2 separate regions of the Gasterosteus aculeatus genome follow, and region 1 is linked to region 2. The links are chromatin contacts, called in public Hi-C maps. All regions are on one chromosome and are shown on one strand. The core of a region is the stretch at or near the end of the contact, and the rest is flanking DNA. Distances in the headings are between cores, read along the strand shown. Region 1 holds the start of kctd16b (potassium channel tetramerization domain containing 16b). Region 2 holds the start of plac8l1 (PLAC8 like 1).

Evidence for each region. Hi-C and Micro-C count contacts between places; a contact is called where the count stands out from the background.
Region 1: a contact with region 2 is called in a Hi-C map of skeletal muscle, with 4 times the contacts expected there. The contact joins the promoter of kctd16b here to the promoter of plac8l1 in region 2. A contact is called at or near these places in 2 of 6 Hi-C or Micro-C datasets (both in skeletal muscle).

Annotation. Positions count from the first base shown.
Region 1 is chr7:26,914,288-26,919,001 of fGasAcu3.hap1.1, forward strand. kctd16b (potassium channel tetramerization domain containing 16b) reads right to left here and starts at 1,980. Exons shown (of 2, transcript XM_040181830.2): 1 at 273-1,980. The coding sequence starts at 1,110. LOC144410366 (a long non-coding RNA gene) reads left to right here and starts at 1,349. Exons shown (of 3, transcript XR_013468390.1): 1 at 1,349-1,479; 2 at 1,704-1,899; 3 at 4,451-4,714.
Region 2 is chr7:26,781,862-26,786,826 of fGasAcu3.hap1.1, forward strand. It overlaps plac8l1 (PLAC8 like 1), which reads left to right and starts at 1,434. Exons shown (of 4, transcript XM_040182897.2): 1 at 1,434-1,595; 2 at 2,105-2,316; 3 at 2,391-2,527; 4 at 2,782-3,845. The coding sequence starts at 1,570. The coding sequence ends at 2,913. It overlaps lars1b (leucyl-tRNA synthetase 1b), which reads left to right. Exons shown (of 32, transcript XM_040181331.2): 32 at 1-198.

The sequences.
Region 1 (4,714 bases), core at 730-3,229, 130 kb after region 2:
CACATGATTCAAAAACACAGGGTGGGAGGGAGGGAGGGAGGTGTGTGTGTGTGTGGGGGGGGTGATGTCCTGTGCGAGAACCGAGCCATTCACTCCTCTAACAAAATGTCTCTCTCTCTCTCACACACACACACACACACACACACACACATACACACACACACACAAGCGGGACCAGCAAAGCAAGCGCGCCCCCTTGTGGCGACTCCCAACTTTGGGCGCGTCCACGTGACGGATGACCTGCTGCCAGAAGAAGCGAAGGTGCCACTCACGGTAGAAGACGTATTCTGTGTAGCTGGACCAGATCTTGTCCTCGGTGTGCTGGCTGACGAACGAGGCCGTGACCGACGAGTTGCAGGCCACCATTTGGAAACCGCACTCCGACAGCATGTCAAAAGACCTCTCCAGGTGCTTGAACTTGAGGTAAAACCGCGAGGTGTACCGGTCCGGGGTCCTGTCCGGATCCCGGCTCTCGTTCAGGGTCTCCCCGAAAACTTCTTGGGCGAGAGCCACCCGACCGCATATCAGTATCCGAGGCACCCTGCGGAACTTGGCGTCGGTCTGAGTCTCTCGACCCGTGGTGCACGAGCCCCGGTAACCCACCGTGATGAAGCCGCTCTTTCTGTCCGCGGGGACGAGAGAGGAGGGCGGACACTGCCGGCCGTCGCTGCCCTGGGACCCGTCTTCGCAGTCGCTGTGGAAGTAGTCGTCCGGGCTGCTCTTGGCGTCGTCGGGGGTCAGGAGCTTCACCAAGTCGGGCAGCTGGAAGTACTCCGCCTCCTTCCTGAGCCGCCCTTTCTCCGGGAAGTGGTCCGGGAGGACCACCTGCCTGTCCCGGAGGTAGTCCAACACATAGCGGAATAAAAAGCCGTCTCGGTCGATGAAGTAGCGGCCCTTTGGGTCTCTCGCCAGGTCGTTCGATGCTTCTTTTCTGGAAGAGAATAGCTTGCCGAGTAACGAATTCGGGGTGCCCACCAAAGTGGAGTGACGCGTGTAATAAACCTGCCCCCCCACGTTCAATTCAACAACATCTGGGAAACTGTTCTGAACCGATGCTGGCTCTTTGATGTTAGTCCTACAGTTCCCACTCAGCGCCATCGTTTCCGTCATGAATAGCTAAAAAACAAAAGCAGCCTATACTCCTATTAAAGATAATAAGAAAACAATATAAACGATGGATCAGGATATAAAAGTTCCTCAGCTGCGTCCTCGGTTATTTTGTGTCGATTCGGGCCTTCCAAGTTCACCCCTCAGCAATCTGCATATGCATTCTTCATCGATCCATGGCCATTATCACCTACCAGTCTTCTGCAGTTGTCGGGAACGGGGGGAAGATGGCAGTCCGGGGCGTCCCCCCCCTTCAGCGAGCGCTGAATTAAAAGAAGGCTGAGGCGGATGAGAGGGAGGAGGAGAGAATCAGTGCTGCCACAGAGAGGAGCCGTATCCGGGCGCATCAAAGCCTCGCATCAGTGGCAAAACGTAAGAGCAATACAGGGTGTGTGTGTGTGTGCGTGCGTGCGTGCGTGGGTATGTGTGCGCGTGTGTGTGTGTGGAGCGGGGGGTTGGGTGATAAAACTCCTACTTCATTAACAATAGAAATCCGTCTGCAAAAGCACGAGGGGAAAGTCCAACAACTTAGCACACAGTCCAAACTGGAGACGGTGCTGATGTGGTCCCACTTTCTCTCCCAACTTCCCCCGCAGCGAACGGCTGCTGTTCCGGGACGGCGCGGCCCAGCGGGAGGGGGGCAAGATCGCCGGTCAGTGGCGGAAAACTTGGCGGAGATTATACGCGAAACGACCGGGAGTCCGGTGATGGTTTTGGTCTGTTCCCCGTCCCTGCGAATATGTCGCCGGATCCCGACTGACTTAAAATTGAAGTCCACTCCTCGAGGAAAAGGTATTGCAGTCTTCAAGAGGTGTTAAAAAAAAATAATGTAGAAATAGGAATCTCTTTTTATTTTGTTCTTCCACAGCAGCGGAGAGGACCGACCCGCTGCTGCTGGCTGCTTTTACCCGGAGCTGTCCGCGGTGCTGAAACGAGCATCCCACTCCTCCTCCCCTTCTCTCCTCCTCATCACCCTCCCCTCCACACTACCCTCCCCTCCTCCCCAACAGAGCTGGGTGGTGTCTTCGCTGCTGCCCCCCCCCCCCCCCCCCACCCCGCCCTCTCACACACACACACACACACACACACAGACACGGTCTTCTAAAGGCTTATGGAGTGGTTCTAGGCTGCTGGGTGGAAAAAAAAAGTCTAGTTAATAATCGCTAAGAATCATTGAACAAAAACCTGATATATTGTCAGAAAAACCCTTCATCACACACAGGTATAATCATTAGTTTAATGTTTAATCTTAATAGACACATCCTACCTAAACGTGTAGGATGGTCCTGTTTTATGCTTTAACTTCGATATACGTGCATAATCGTGGAAGCGTTGCATCAATCTTGGTGTCAACTAAATGCTATTTGCATGGCAGATTGCACATGGCACTTACAGGACATGTTTGGGTTTCTAGGTTACAAACTCTTTATATTTTTTCCAGTTCCAAAAATACATCAACGAAGATACTATCTTTCAGGACCCAGATAAATGGCTGTAACTGGCAGTGAGCTGTAACAGTAGGTGACGATTTTGTCCAGGCTTTGTAAAGGGAGCAACAGCGCCTTCTTCTGGTTGTGTTCAGTCAGACAGCACCATGGACAGGAACTCACACGAAAAAGCGATATAATGTGCCTGGGGGCCGTCTCGTTATTAACCTAATATTAACTAAGTAATTATTCATTTTGACAAAAATATGACTAAGATTGATATTTTCCTGCTACATCGTGCTATGCACCCACACAACAACAAAAATAAACAAGAAACACACACATAGAACACATGACAACAGAGATCCTTTCATCAGGTACAGGATACTGTGCTTTAGAATAAGAAGCAAGATAACTAGCAATAGTGTCTGCTGCAGTTTCACAAACATGCACCATCTGCTCCAACTGCAGGGTATTTTTCAAATATGATGCAAAGGTATAAAATATACAGTGTAAGTATTTTGCCTGCTTGCTGCATTCACCCTCCTTTGGCTGTCATCGGTCCTCTTTAACTAACCTTGCCTTGAGCAAAACAGCATTTTGTGCCATTCCTTCACTAGATTTGTTCTTCCTCTGACGGCGTGATGACACTGCTTTTCCCTTTATTTCCATTTATATGCACCGCAGTTTACAGACGCAGAGCTGCTTGGGCGGTCACTCATCTTTTTTATGTTACGGCATGACTTGCCATGGTCTGACTCAATATTGAGTATCATATGGGATATCAGAAAGCAAGACCTTACTCCTCTCTAGTATTTGTTCCCCTTATTCATTTCAAAATACATCAACGTAGATTCTTAGTAAATGGTTACCGACATTGTAGAAAATGTGATTTCACATTTTCGTCATTCAGTAAATCAAATCCCACAGTTAAAAGCAATATTTACTACAAAAAGGCTGTGATGTTTTTTTTATTGGTGTCTCTTTCAAAACTGTTTATTTTACAAATTAGCCAAGAAAAATAAATGATGAAATATTTGCTCCACGAGCACAGTGGCAATATTAAATCAATTAAAATAACAAAATCTTTTTTCAAAGAGGTAGAGATGCAATATCAGGGAAATGTTTCATTTTCCTTTGCAAAAGAAATCCACCTTTTCCTTCCTTCCCTGTGGCCTCCTTGACACAGATCATATCGCAGCCGCGTCATTTCTCCTTCCTGTGCAACGGAGAGAAAACTATTAAAGTGAATTTTCAGGCTCGTCACAGATGGTTGAAATAAACAGAATACTACTTCCACTTCCATCTCTCATTACAGCCACACTGAATTATGCCAGGCCTCAGATGGGAAATCTGCAAATACAGCAGGCAGACATGCAATGCATAAATTCAGTAGACTGATGATTTACTAAAATGAGTTAGGTATCCCTCAAACTAGAATGTTTGTTGTTTCCTATTCAAACGTACTAACTTATTTCCATCTTAAATGTCAGTTTAGAATTTGGTATTGAAAGTGATGATAGATGTCATGGAAACGTTGCTCACAGCAATATGTCAAAGTGCTTGTTTTTTTAACTCATAAGTGCATGTGGGTTTGAGGGCGAGAGAGAGAGAGAGAGCTGACACACACACACACACATAACATCAAAACAAATGTCCACAGTCTCTCACATGCAAACACACAGAGCAGGGGTTAAATGTTTTCTGTTATTTCTTGATTTTATGAATTTTCCCTTTCTGTATGGTGTCAGTATTACTTCCACCTGTGACATTATGGTACGCTCATTCCAATAAAGCATATCAAATTGAATTCAAACATGTTGCATGGCATTACGTCAAAACATGATGTCTAGTTTTTAATGAATTGTTTTTTGGCGTGGGACTCAAAAAACCTGCTGATGTGATCTCTGTTGCAGGCCGGCGACCGAACTCAACCGCCAGCGTCCCACTGAGCAGGTGTACGCCGAACGCAATGAGTCATCAACCTCAAATGTGCCGCTTGGCAAGGTTTTCGACTTATTACAGAAGTCTGCTGATGAACTGATAACCATTAGGAAGCTTCTTGTCCCCGAGGAATAGATCTTCAAACATAGACTCCAAGTCGTTGTGGGAATCGGCAACAAGTCCCAATGCCCCAGATATGGTATCAAAACAAGATATTTTTAGCTGATCCAAGAAAA
Region 2 (4,965 bases), core at 184-2,683:
TATTTCACCGACCTTCTTCTGTTACATGGTGAGACTGCTCCTGCATCCTTCTTTTTTCATATAGATGGTAATGCGTCTGCTGTGTTGCTTTTATACATTGAAGGTGAGACTTTGATGTGACATCTTTCCTGTTTTCTGGGGTCGGATGGAGCTTGTTTCACTTGTGCTTTCAGGAGAAATAATAAAACCTATGAAATATTTAGCCTCCTTGTTTGTTTATTGCTACGCTGTTATAAATAAAACAACTGTTTCCTGCAAAAATGAGACTTGTGAATCATGAATTTGGTGAAGCTATTTGATGTTTTCTCCTGCAATGTAGATAGTGAGGATCTGTATAAACTTGCAACACGAGCAGTCATCTAAATAGAGCGATGCACACTAAGAAGATGTCAGAGGTTCTGAGAATTCGGCATAAAGGCATGAAATATTTATTGATGAATGGGGATATGCAAATGAGATGGAACAGCCAGAATATATTTCAGTTGACTTGGAAGCCAAAATATTTAGCAAATCTAAAAAGTTTATCATTGCGGGGCAAGATACTTTAACAATGACTAATTGTATTGTATAAAAAGATACTGCCCACATGTTTTATGCTAAGATTTGAAATTGTGTCTTGAAGCTAACTAGCTTAGCATGCTTAGCTTAGCATGCAGACTGGAAACGGCTCGACCGGCTCTGTCTAAAGGTCACGACATCTGCCTTTATCCCACATTCGGACCCATTGTGAATGTCACTGAACCGTCTGTGGGTTTCTAAACCCACGATGGTCGCACTTCGTGTCGTTCCACCACGTACAGCTACCGCTCTCTTCCGTAACGCACCTGTGCGTGCACACACACACACACGCAGATGCACGCACACAGTCTGACTAAATTTAAAGGTCACAGTCAAAGCAGGAAATGCAGACAATCCCCTCTAGATATGAACTGCACGTATTTCTTCATAAAACCCATCTGTCTGTTCTCAGCTCTACTTCTTGAGTCGGTCTGCTGGTAAGCGTAACCATATTCATGTCTTTATGCTTCTTTTTGAACATCACAGGTCAAATAAACTATTAGAATTGTTTGAGCATCTTTTTCACATCCATCATTTCTCATATATTTGGGTGCGACGAGTATCTCCGTTTTAGCCTAATCATGAAGAATAAGTTATCACTCATTACAAGATGTCAGCTTGTTCCGGCCTGCAGGTTGGTCCATGTTAATTGTGAGAATTTATTCACATCTGAATATTTCATGCCAGACGTTCATGTTCCTGCACCCCCAGTGTGGTGCATCTCTCTCTCTCTCTCTCTCTCTCTCTCTCTCTCTCTCTCTCTCTCTCTCTCTCTCTCTCTCTCTCTCTCTTTGCATTCGCTGCATTTGTAAAAGTCGCAGACAGAAGGCAATCTGCAAGACTTATCTCGGTCACACAGCTTCGGGCGGAGCCATTCGGCTGCTGGTTTATCTGCTCCTGCACACACCCTCTCACTGGGGAAGTGTCCCTCCTCCACCTCCTCATTCCTGCTGACTCCCTTCTCACACCAGTCCCCTCTCACCCCTCTGTGGATGCCCGTGGCTTCTACTAATGGAGCGGATGACAGTCACACAGCAGTGAGTGCTTTTTCTTGTCTCTGCCGCTACACATTGTTGACACCGCTGAAGCGCGGTGGAATTACAGCAAAGCGCTCACTTATCTTGGTCTGTTTTGTTGTTCTAGGTGCCGCTTTGTTTCCTCTTAATCTCATTACCGTTTGGTGTGTCTATGATAACCGATAATGCAAATGAAACGGGAGCCTTTCTTAAATACACTGTTGCTGCATTTTAAAATGTTAACTTAAATTATGCCTTCAGTAAAGCGTGTGTGTAATTTAAGTGTTGCTGGAGGCTTTAAGTAATTGAATGCGGGAATAAATTACGTAGTGCAAATAGTGGCATGCTAATATTAGTGGGATTATAGAGTATACCATTTTATATTTAGTACAAAACAGGCTGCTCTAGAAAAGGAATTCTGCAACAACTTCCCAAAAAGTAAACACTTCTTTCAGTGTGACAAACCACGATGATTCCTGAACCTTCTGTCTAAAGATGAATACACAATAAAACCGTTTTTTTTATTGCAGACCGAGGCTGTCAGTCACTCGAGGCTCAGTGTCAACTTTTGAAAAGGAGGAAGTGAGGGTCTCCATCACAGGAAGTGACGTCCCGGCAGCGGCAGATCCGATACTCACGCAGCCCGGCCTCGGCATCACCACGACGACCATCACCACCATCACACAGACGGGAGGAGACTGGAGCACTGGCCTGCTGAACGTCTGCGGAGACAAGACCACATGTAACGTGAACCCTCTGACAGGAGCCGTATCCTCATACACGCGTGTAAACGTATCTCACACCCTGTGCTCGTAGGTGCGCTCGGGGCTCTGGCGCCGTGCTGTTTGGACCTGAGTTTAGCTCATCAGTACGGAGAATGTCTCTGCACGCCACTGCTGCCGGGATCCACTTTCGCCATGCGAGTTGGGATCAGGGAGCGGTACAAGATACGGGTGGGTGTCAGCCCTCGAACACATCATTAGGAGGACTTAACAAAATAAGTTAAAAAAATGAGTCCACCATGAATGGAAAAACCGATTGCTACCAGTGAATAATCAATTCAAAAGTTCACTTTGAATATTTCAGTTTTATTGTTTTGACGTGTAATGTTTCTCATAGTTCTGGACGTGTTGCTGCTGCGTTGTCGTGTCCGCACGTGCGCTTCTTGCTTGTGTGCGCGTGTCCGTCCGCTGTTGTTCATCCACAGGGAAGTGTGTGTGAGGACTGGACCACAGTGTATTGCTGTTACCCTCTGGCTGTGTGTCAGATGATAAGAGAGATGAAGCGGCGGATGAAGACGCAGACCTATCAAGTGTCCACTGCCCTTGAATGCGCGTGAAGAAACTCTAGCCGGCAAACGAGGCCCGTCCTTCCACCACGCAACGGGGACGGCAGAGGCCCAACTGAGACGTGCTGTATGAATAGCACAAAGGATCAATACCACATGGTTTCCAATGTCCTTGTGAACAGTGAATCAAGCCTATCGTACAACTTTCAGAAGAAGCCTTCGAAGGAGGAACATTTATTTAACTTATTAACATTTTTACACCTTTCTATAAAATAAATAGCTGTGTGAACTGTTCACCATTTCTGAGTTGACTTTTAGAATTAAAGACAGTTGGATGGTTTATGAAAGTATCTGTTGTCTGAGTTGTACAGATGTTTTAGTGCGGTTTGTGCTGAAACCAAAACAAAGCCGGAAGCAAATATTGCTTCCGAGTTTGTTCATAATATCATCTCTATAAAGAAGCCAGCGAAAAAGATGAGTTTCAATTACAGACCTGCTCACTGATTCAGGTCTTTACAGCTTTAATTCTGTTTGTTGTTGATCGGTCACCAGAGATCTACTTCGGTCTCTCTCAGAAATGAGGGCGAGATGAAGTGAGGAAAAATAAAACTTTCCGTAACTTGATGGACAAGTTGTGAACTTGAAGGAAATGACTCAACTTCAAGGACAGTAACTACAAATCAGACTAATAAATCTTAACGTTCAGCATCACATTTAACACCAAACACGAGGAAAGCAGGAGACCCAATCAGGCATGAAAGCCCAGCGCGCTGAGCCGGTGGGTCTTTTAAGGGATCGTCATTGATTTGCGTTTGAGTTGTTTTCTCAATTTCAAGGTGTGGAATGGAAACAACTGTGCGAGTGCATTCAGAATGCAGAACCACTTGTCTGATTACCCGGCAAACAGGCCGCGGCATTAGTCTGATCACAGCCGACAGTTCAAGTAAAGTCTTATGATAATAAAGTCCATTTCCATATTTCCATATTGATATTCTCTTTTCTTTAGTTCACCTTGGGCATTCAATCATATTATGAATCCAGTCCTGTTTGCTGTGGTTCCCTGAACCCAAAAGGCCGACCGGCGCCAACAAGGCTGCAACCAGGGTTATTTCTCCACAAAGCTGATCCTCAAAGGGCAAACTTGTTAACTCTTATGGATGTGGTGCCCTACCTGGCAGCTGCTTCAAATGAAATGATGGAAGATAATGTATTTTGTCAACCCAAAAAGAAAAAAGGAGAGAAATGTGAGTTTTGAAATCGGATCATATCCTATTTGCCGTGCAATTGGTCTGCTGCGTAGTTATGTCACGTGACGGCGGCGGTAATGAGGTCAGCGCTACCTGTGTCTGCATCGGGCCCCAGCGTTTCCTGAGCAGCCCTGGTCGGATAAATCCTTCCTGCAGCTCCACGGCTCTCTGCCTACTGGGGGTTGTTAGTGAGCTGGATCTGCTTCGAGCAGAGCTGCCTTCGGGCGGCGTGGTAACGTCTCCCCCCCCCCCCTCCCGCGCAACCACCAAACCGTATTGCTTCAGCATCAATAGCGCTCCAATTGCTTTGGTAAAATGGAAATGCATTTGCTTTGCAAATCAGTTACACCTGTAGCATTTCGGACCACTTTACATCTATATTAACACATGTATTTGGAACGGCTGCTTCCAAAGCAGCAGCTTCCATTGTGAGGGACATTTAACGCTTCTCCTAAGCCCCCATAACAGGTTTTACTCTGCCTAAGCTATACATAATGCATGACTGATGGCCGGTGTCCAAAGTAAGCCCCACATTTCTACGGGTCAGGCCTGTAATTGGGGCGAACTGACCCTTTAATTCTGCGGTTTCATGAAACAAACCCAAAAGGAAAGGATTAAAACGAGGAACCCTTGTGTGTGCTCAGAATTAACCCTCCAACCTATTTAAACGTTGCACGTTTACTGTGTCGACACACACACACACACACACACACACACACACACACACACACACACACACATACACACGCACACACACACTGACAGCCTGGCCTTACGTCATCTAACGGACATAACTCCATGACCGAACCATTAGGGGGCAGTCTTGTCCCAGATCTGGACCCCCGGTGTCTGTTTG